Regions from separate parts of the Mus musculus genome. Here region 2 is linked to region 1. The links are chromatin contacts, called in public Hi-C maps. All regions are on one chromosome and are shown on one strand. The core of a region is the stretch at or near the end of the contact, and the rest is flanking DNA. Distances in the headings are between cores, read along the strand shown. Region 1 holds the start of Rnf122 (ring finger protein 122). Region 2 has its middle 86 kb from the start of Fut10.

Region 1 (4,759 bases), core at 795-3,294:
GAAGAGGAATTCTTGATCAGTATCAAATCAGCATACTAATTTCTCTCCACAGCTGCAGGGTTGGTACAGGGAACAAGGCACATCAGAAGTAGGTGGATCTCTGTGAGTTCAAGGCCAGCCTAGTGTTCTGGAGCACTTTTTCGCCCCCAAGACAGGGTTTCTTTGTGCAGTCCTAGCTGTCCTGGAACTCACTCTGTAGACCTGGCCTCTGGAGCACTTTGGTGGAGCACGCCTTTAATCCCAGCACTTGGGAGGCAGGCGGATTTCTGAGTTTGAGGCCAGCCTGATCTACAGAGTGAGTTCGAGGCCAGCCAGGACTGCACAGAGAAAACCTGTCTCAAAAACTCAAAACCATCCAAACAAACAAACAAACAAAACAATATCTGGGCTTAAGCTCCAGAGTTAGTAAATGTCACATTTCTCCCTGGGGCTCTAAAGTGGAGGGGGTGGGGTTTAGGGGAGGATCCGAGAGGCCTTTAGAAACCCTTTGCAGTGATCCCACTAAGACAGCCAGGCGGTGGTGCCACATACACAACTCTCAAGAGACAGAGGTAGTCAAACCTCTATGTTTGGGGTTAGCCTGGCTACATAGTTAATAACCCCTGTTTCATAACAATAACAACAACACCTAGAAATTTGATCTGTACACGACACTGCCCCCACTAAATTGATGAACTACAGTGAGCCTTCCATATTGTTAAGTTACACAAATATTGGGGGGTGGGGGGTATGCAACTTGATGTTAAGGGAAGTACGGTGTATATGCAAACACCACAATCACCGTCCACAAAGGCCTTCTGGATTTGGAGACTATCCGACCATCCCCAGAGATAAGAAGATTGCATTTGTTCCAGCAGCCCTGAGATGCAGGTCAGGATATTTGATACTTTAACGACTGTGCTTGGAAATGGCAAAACATTCATTCGCATGCATTAGCTCGCTCAGGGGCCAGAGACTCAGTTCCAACAAATCAATAGTGGGATGATAAGTCCTGACAAAGGAAGAGCAGGCCGTTTTGCTTGCTTATTTGTGGGTCTACTCAACACACTGCTTCTGAACGTGGCTGTGGCGCCTTGCACCGGGGTACTTTCAATGATACTCTATGCACTGATGGTAATACTTTCTTTTAAGTGGAAAGATAAACAAAAGCATACATAAACAAGCCTGAGTATGGTGGCACAGGCCTTTCATCCTAGCACCCTGGAGACAGAGGAGGGCAGATCTCTGGAGTTGGAGGTCAGTTAGGACCAAATAGCTTTCCATTAGCAAAATAATAAACATATAAAATAAACTATGCAATGTCATCCAAAATAAATAATACTACATGGAGATTTGAGATCCCCCCCCCCCTTCATCCCCTGTCCATTCAACACCGAAGCAAGACCCCTGTCCCGGCCATTGACAAAGCCAGTTTCCGGGTTTTCGCCACAGTCTAGGAGATTGGAATCCTGGCACGGTATGGCCTTCAGCTTTAGGCCTTATTCTTGTTTGTAAAAGAAGGCTCTGTCCTGAAGTGATGTGAGAACAATAGCCCTTTGAAGATGGAGTTTTGAGTTTCATCTGCTTTGCCCTCTTTGCCTCAGTTCTCTCCTTTCGCGGTGGGTCTGGGAATGCGCTAGCTGCCACGCATAACCAGGTCTAAAGGCGAAGGACAAGTGGAACCAACTCCCAGGACTGCCTTCTACAGAGCTATAGAAATTCGAGACAGACACGGATCTGTAGGCGGAAAACAAAAGTGGCACTAATCCTCGTGTCATTCCACCACCATAGCCCTCCCCGCCCGGGTCCTAGGAGGCGGCGATCTTCGCCCCCTGCAGGCGTCGCCTCTCACGCCGTTCTGCAGGCTAGGGACTCCCCAGGTCTGGCTAGGAGGCGGGGTAGGAATCTACCCAGAAAAAAGCTCCCCTGTCCAGAGGGTAAACTGGCTTGTAAATAATACCCCAGGGCAGGAGAAAGGCTCCCATTGGCCGGAGGGCAGGTGACGAAAAGGGGGCGGGCTCCCGGGAGGGAGCAGTCCTAGGGAGGGGGGTGTGAGCCGTGCGGTGTCAGTTTTCGGAATCCCAGCGCGCACTGCTCAGCGCAGTGGGACCCAAGCCCGGCTTCGTGTCCTGGCTACTGCCTTCTCGGCCGGGCATCCCGGCTCTCTCGGCTGCCCTCCCGGCCCGGGCCCTCGGTAGGGCTTCGCTCCGAAAAGACTTTGCTTCCTCCTCTGCCCTCTTTGTTGCTCTGCAAACCGGCCTCTCTGTAACCCTTGACTCCACTCCTCCGGGAGTTGCATCTCCATCCCGGCGGTCTCAGTGCACAGCCCCTCCAGCTCCAACACCTTGCCTCGGTTTGCTCCCGGAAGCCGACCTTGACTTCATTGATGCACCCATTCCAGTGGTGTAACGGTGAGTCCCTGGACCGGTGGGAGAACAGGGACCGCGCAGGTTCAGGTCCTGAGCCGAGTTTCCCGGTGTCTGGGACGGCCCAGAAGGCGTCCTGGCGCCCTGCTGGGCTCTGCACAGCGCGCAGTTAGAAAGATCCCATTCACTTTGTTGGGAATAAAGGGGGTCTGGAAGCGAGTGGAGGGCCAGGGGCGTGTGAGCCGAGTCTTCCCGGCCTTTGTATGGCGGTCCATCTCTTCTACCCCTTCGCCTGCCTTTGTGCGCTCTCAAACTCTGTTCTTTGTTGTGGTGGTTGGAGAATTAAATCCGCGCTCGGGCTAGGATCTCCTAGAGGGAGCTCAAGTTCCGGTTCTGAAACTTTGCAGGCTATTTTAAATATGTATACAGTGCAGCGTGCGGGACAAGGCGCGGGGTGACTTTCTTTTTCTTTGTTGGTTTTCACTGGCTCCTAGGGGCCAGACGCTGGATTAAAAGAGCGTCGCTTTACTGAATAGATAAAGCCTTGCAGAAAGAAAGCTGGGCCCCCAGCTCAGGGCTGGCCTGGCAAAAGCTTTGCTTTCTGGCAATAAGGCCAGACCCTGGGGTCTGCTTTCAGCCTAGGTGGTGACGGTACCTTCCAGCACAGCCAGCCACCCACCACCAACCGCTTCCCACACCCCACCGCGTGATGATGCTAAATTAGTTCATCTGAGGCTTTGGGGCAGCTCAGGTGTTACAGGTTAGAAAGCGGGTCTGGATTTCCTGTCTAGGCTACCTGTTGGATCTTTCTGAGCCAAGTCTTCGATGTTAATACCACCCACCCTTCCCCCAGAAGTACCCAAAATCTTGATCACTTTTTCTAGGCAAGTTGGCGAGGTGGAAAGAAGCTAACTTTTTTTTTTTTAAGTTTTTTGGTATGGCAGTCTGGTTGCTTGTGAAAAATCCATTCTTAAGTAGACTTCTGCATGATCTTGGACTAATTATTTCAAGAGTCTTTTGTTTTAAAGCAGGGTTTGGGCCGCATGTGTATGAGTAGCCCCCATCCCCCCTCCTTCCTCCTTTTGCTGGTCGGATCTAATTTCCTGAAAATGAACCAAGCTGTGTGTGATAGGCTGGTAATGGAGAGGAGGGGCGGGAATGGGGGGTTGAGGCCTGACGGTGTATCCCAGCATCTGGGAAAGATTCCCTTTGGCTGGAAAGAAGCAGTTCCCAGATCCGCTGGTCTTGGCCAGCCCCGCTCTGACGTCATTCCAGCTTGCAGACTGCCAGCTGAGATGAGACATTCTGGTGTCAGGTCGGAAGACAATGGACCTGGGATTTAGCTAGAGCTAAGCTGTCAGTAACCCGGACCTTTCTGGGCAGCATCCTTTGAAAGAGTTTTATTTTGCCCCACCCCCGCGGTGTTGGAACGCAGAGCTTGCTCCTATTAAACATATTCGATCGATCACTGACCTGCTCAGCACCCTTTATCTTGCACTTATTAAAGTGACTGGCAGATCCTGTGTTATGACTCCAGAGGGGATGGAACCCCACTTTTGCTCCCTTGAAGGACGTCTAGAGACCTCATATCCTAGGATGAGCATTCTTTGATTTCCGATTGACAATACAATCTCATAAAGTCCAACATTTCTAGAAGTCTAGCATGTCACAAGAGAAAATTTCACACCATTAAACTTGGCTTCGTGACTGGGTGTGGTGGTGCACGCCTTTAATTCCAGCACTTGGGAGGCAGAGGCAGGCGAATTTCTGAGCTCCAGGCCAGAACTCACTCTACAGAGTGAGTTCCAGGACAGCCAGGGCTACACAGAGAAACCCTGCCTCAAAAAACCAAAAAAAAAAAAAAAAAAAAAAAAAAAAAAAAAAAAAAAAAAACTTCATGCACAAAATATTTAGAATGTGTAAAGTTCTCTTCAGGCTGCATGAATGAGGTGTACATGAAACAGGATGAATTTCATGTTTAGACTTGAGCTGTATCCTGGAGACACATCACCCTATATACAAATACTCTGAAGTTAAAATAATAATAACATCCGAATCAATTCTGTACTTGAGAGTATAGAATGAAAGGTAATCACACTGCAACAGAAACAGATCTCTTGCTTAGTTTTATGGACAGGTTTCCATTGTCACCCACAATGCCCTTAAGAAAGCTCAGAATGCTGAGAATGGGAGGCATAAGCTACTATGATGTCAGCCTTTGTGTGACACAACTTTTCATGGGAAAATGCAATGGCTATTCACCTCAGACAGGAATCCCACTAGAAATGACTCAGAGAGCTGTATCATCAAGGCCTGCTCCAGCATGGGTGACAGCTCACAAAAGCTGGGCAACCCACAGCTGGGAAGCACTGCACAGCCTGCAGGCAGCTCAGCAGGTTGAAGAGTGCACTTTC
Region 2 (4,755 bases), core at 483-2,982, 160 kb after region 1:
AGATGGCTCAACGGTTAAGACCACCGAATGCTCTTCTGAAAGGTCCTGAGTTCAAATCCCAGCAACCACATGGTGGCTCACATCCATCTGTAATGAGATCTGATGCCCTCTTCTGGAGTGTCTGAAGACTGCTACAGTGTACTACATATAATAAATAAATAAATTTTAAAAAAAATAAAAGGAAAAAGAGACAGAAGAAGAAACAGAAAACCAAGGTTCACATAGAAACAGATTGCTACCTGTGATAGCAAACGATTGAAGTCAATTAAAATGGGGATTTCCAGCAAACAAGGTATTTTCCAATTTTCTCTTTGTAAAGCAATTGTAACCAAGAGCTAATAGTCATTTAAAGTTATTAGATCATTGGAAGAGTTATGAAAGAGGGTTTTGATATAAAAATGACAGATGCTCATATTAAAAGATGGGGCTTTATTATTTTCCATGACGAAGAGAGGCCTAGTAAGGTCCCAACCCCCACTTTTCCTGAGCCAGAACCTTCTCCTCCCCAAGCGTTGACGATCTTGGTTTGGGGGCCTTTGGACTCAAGCTTGGAATTCCACTGCCACCCCTACTGCCTGCCCTTTTCAGTTCTTGAATAATTCTTGGACCAGGAATTATACTCAGAGCCCCCCTTTTTCTCCAGCTGCAGGGAGTAGGCAGAGGGGCTTCTTGGCAACTATAATCACATGAGCCAAGACCCTCAATAAATCTCATGACATCTGTCTAAGTCTATCTATATGCCTGTCTTCCTCTATAGCTGCGTCAATATCATCTATATTTATCTCCTATTGACTCTTTCCAAAATTCGTATTCTCATCCATGTTTTGAAAGTCAAATATTCCCAAATAAACTTTACCAAACAGATGTTCCTTGAATTAGAAAGTGCTTTCAGAATACCATTTATAAGTTCAACATGCCTTCTGTCCATCTAGAGTGCTATATTCCATCTCAGGCAGAGTACCCTATGAAGTGCTCTTGTTTCCCCCCAGGATCCTGCGTCTTGCTGGAGTCTGACCTGCTGCCGCCACCAGGCCTCACTAGAGAGTCTCAGATTGCATGACCCCAGTGTGGGAAGAGATTTAAATTCAAAATTGGAACTACAGTCCCATAAATGTGTATTACTTTCATAACATCATGAAGTTGAAAATACTGTAAGTTGAGCCATCATATGTCTGGGCCCATCTGTTATAAAAAGATTCTCAAATTTTCCCAAACTCTAGAAGACTAGCAGCATGGGACAGACAAGTATGGAGAATGTAGAGAAAGAGTTATAGAAGCCCATTCTCGGGTGATAGAAAGACTTTTAAGCTGCTGGGGCAGACTGCTCAGTGGAGCTGATCTACAGATAGTTCCAGAAAGAAAGGCTTCCTGTGTCTCCCCTCCCCTACTTCCTCCCACCCTCCCCACTCCCAGAAAGTGAACACTTCATTTGCAAGAATTCCCCCGACAGGAAATACAATGTTGCAAACTTTGGGCTTTGGGACAGACTCATAACAGGGACAAATTTCAATGCTCTAAAAAGTGCTCTGTGAGCCTTTGGCTTCTGAAGACATGTCGCCGAGCCAAGCTACCATAGTTGGCTCTCAGTGTGGGAGGCTTAGGTACCCTCAGCCCTGCCACCGGTCACTGCTGACTGCGGCTCGATCCACAGAACCATTACACCCTCAGCCGCACGCAGTCCCCGCCGAGGTTGCACAATCCTGCAGTGAACTGGAGGGCCGTGCGTAGGAGGTGGAAAACAAGAAGGGAATGACCCGTGGTGAGCTGGTGTGGACTAGAATCTGTTCTGGCTGTGGGGAGGAGGGCCTTGCTGTAGAACTTTGTTCAACAGTGATCTCATCTCTGGCGAGCTCTGCGGTGACCCTGGAAAAGACTTTTTAGTCTGTGTCAACTTGATCAGAACCTCTAGACGAAACATGCAAGTTCAGCCAAACCATGTGTTCAATGTTTGTTTGACAGTCTTCATTGCGCTGGGAAATCTCAAAAGAGCTCTGCCTACCCTCATTGTCTTCTTTTCTGTCATCGGCACGAACAAATTTGGGAGGCGGGGGTGGGGGGTATTTGACAGTGTAAGCACAATATGCTATTATATGGCAGTTTGGGATTTGAACAGATTTGTAGATGACCGGAAGGTGATGAGAAGGACCAAGGGCCTGAATGTGTCTACCAGAGTTGACAAGATATTTGACATATTCTCTTACCCATTCTCAAGAGAGCAGAGACTGGGCTCTCTTGAGTGTATATATTTCCTTCAGGCTCTACCCACTGGGATAACTGGTTAATTTAGAATAGTCATGGCTTGTTTTCGACTGTTATGTAGGAGGGTAGCGTAGTCTAGGCTAATCTGAAATGAGTACAGCTGGGGGTGAGTGTCAGCTACTTTAGTCATCTTGCATAGACTCCCATCAGTCAAAGCCTGCTTTGGCAACTATCCAAGAAAGAAGGCAGCAACAAGCTGCTCTTCCCAGTGGGGGATTTCACTGTCCATTTGGGTCCCTATGTTTACTGAATTTCAAAGAAACCATGGCAACCATAGTTGTCTCTGTGTCCTCTCCCCTAAATGTTTCTGGTCCCATCTGTTAGCTATTCACTGATAAAAATCTATTTTTCCTTTCTCCTCTTTTCATTGTAAACGGAGGGAGAGTTCTGAGTTACTTTGAAAAAGTTAAAATTTAAACGTACTTGGCTTGGTAAATTTTTGACTAGGGGGCCAGAGAGATGGCTCAGCAGGCAAAGGCACTTGCTGCCGAGTCTGATGACCTGAGTTCAGCCACCAAATGGTAGACGAGAACTTACTCCTACAAGCTGTCCTCTGACACTCATAGCTGTGCCCTGTCACATGGATGTGTGTGTGCGTGACACATACACACACATACACACAGACACAGACACAGACACACACACACACACACACACACACTAAATGTTGCAAACCTATATGTTATATAACATCTTCATACTTTCTCTTCACTCATCTTTGAGAGATTGTTTTATGTAGCCTGAGCTAACCTGGAACTCACTGCCTAGCAGGAGCTAGCCTTGACCAGCCCGTCACCCCCCAATTCTGGGATTACTGGGTCACTACACTTGGCTCCTCTTTCTTAATCTTCACTGACATATGAACACAGTCCCTTGTTTGCTTTGTCAGAACGTTCTTGTGCAATGTTGTGAGATGTATCATCACAGAGCAGGGATGTCCCCCTCTCCACACCACACACTTAGTCCCCTTTGTCACCGAGGATCTCACCCTGTGTTTCAAGGAGCATGTGAGAACACAAGATCCTGAAAACGGATATGGTCACACCGGGTCATTTTGGATGGATTTAACTGGTACAGACAAATCTCACACTTTCAATGTCCCACAAATAATATGCAGGGCCCTTGTTTATAAGCCAGAGGATGAGTAGCTGGCAAGACTATTTCCCTGGGAATTGCCTGTGGCCACTATACTCCATGGACTTCTCTGGCACTAGGGGTCTTTAGAGCAGATGCACTTTTGACACTAATCATTCATTCCTACGGATTTTCCCCAGTTGTACCCAGCTTAGGCTCACTCATCCAGGGTCATGTCCAAACAGCTCTGTTTCCTGACTCAGACGGATTTCCTATCTAGTGTTTCCTCCAAATGGAAGTAAATTATAATCCGCTCACTTCACATCTTCTCTCCTCAGCAACCCCCTCCCTCCCCACCTCGAATCAAACACCCTTTACTTGATCATGATCGAAACTGTCATACCTGTCCTTTCCTTGATTTTCCAATTGTGCATCTTCTCAGTATGTCTTCAGGTTCTGGCAATGCAAAGAAATTACATGTCACCTGGACTCTCCCTATTGTCTTCATACCTCTTCATTTTTTTTAACACAGTTTTATTTCCTTTGCTGGGATTATTAGCAAAACCCAGCAAGACTCAGATCTAACTCTGTTCTCAGTGAAGTCTGTTCCAATAGTCTCAGAAGTAGTCATTTTCTCCCTTACCCCACATCCCTGTCTTGGCGGGATCTCATATAGAGGCAGAACTTCCATTCCCTATATAGCTGAGGCTGACTGTAAACTTCTGATCCTCCTGCCTCCACCTCTCGCTGAGTTCTAGAATTAAGGGTGCTCAGTTTCCCCTCTTCCCATTACAGAGTGTGTGTATGTGTGTTTCTTCTGCAATCACCAGGCTACGCTCCAGCATGGAATGGAGAGACCAGTGTAGCCCATTCCCCAAATGGTCTTAGGTAACTGGGCAAGTTAATATACACATCCTCACTTGTGTGCACATGCACATACCTGTGAGCTGGAACAGCACACACACACACACACACACACACACACACACACACACACACACACACACACACACTGACTTTTGGGCAGAAATCTAAATTCCAATCCGGGGACTGGAGTGGATTGGAGTGGGGCAGTGTTTTTATTGTCCCCAGTGTTTTGGATTATGTAGCATCTACATCTATAATACCATATGAATTGCCCATAGAGTCTCGCTAAATTATTATGTGCCTTTCCTGTTATTGCCCCATCTGCTGGTCTAGTATGCTCTTGGCACCAGCAGCCTATAGAAGGATTCCTATTATTTTTAGCATCTGTTTACCTATTTGTCTCCTGCAGACTGAGGTCCTTGGAGATCAGGTGATGTGTTTTCTCCGAGGCACGGTGCCTGGCTGAATCAGTGAATGAATTAGGGACTTGAATCCTTCTTGTATTTTTGTTACTAAAGCTGATGACTTACGTTAAGTACTGTGCTCTGACTTAAT

What was found. A called contact is a pair of places that touch in the nucleus more often than the background predicts.
Region 2: a Hi-C map of uterus shows a contact between it and region 1, with 2.8 times the contacts expected there. The contact joins the enhancer-like site here to the promoter of Rnf122 in region 1. A contact is called at or near these places in 2 of 39 promoter capture datasets (the HPC-7 cell line and frontonasal cranial neural crest), 2 of 484 Hi-C or Micro-C datasets (muscle stem cells and uterus) and 1 of 115 datasets of contacts at active chromatin or transcription factors (embryonic stem cells).

The regions. Positions count from the first base shown.
Region 1 is chr8:31,109,783-31,114,541 of GRCm38.p6, forward strand. It overlaps Rnf122 (ring finger protein 122), which reads left to right and starts at 2,045. Exons shown (of 6, transcript NM_001368375.1): 1 at 2,045-2,390. The coding sequence starts at 2,366.
Region 2 is chr8:31,271,314-31,276,068 of GRCm38.p6, forward strand. No RefSeq gene overlaps it. Among named protein-coding and RNA genes, the nearest start is that of Fut10, 86 kb to the left of the region's middle. Within about 2 kb of position 1,733, at least 58 of the 459 cell types and tissues checked have an H3K27ac peak or open chromatin away from gene starts, as enhancers often do. A contact at or near this core is called in muscle stem cells and uterus, where this site is marked.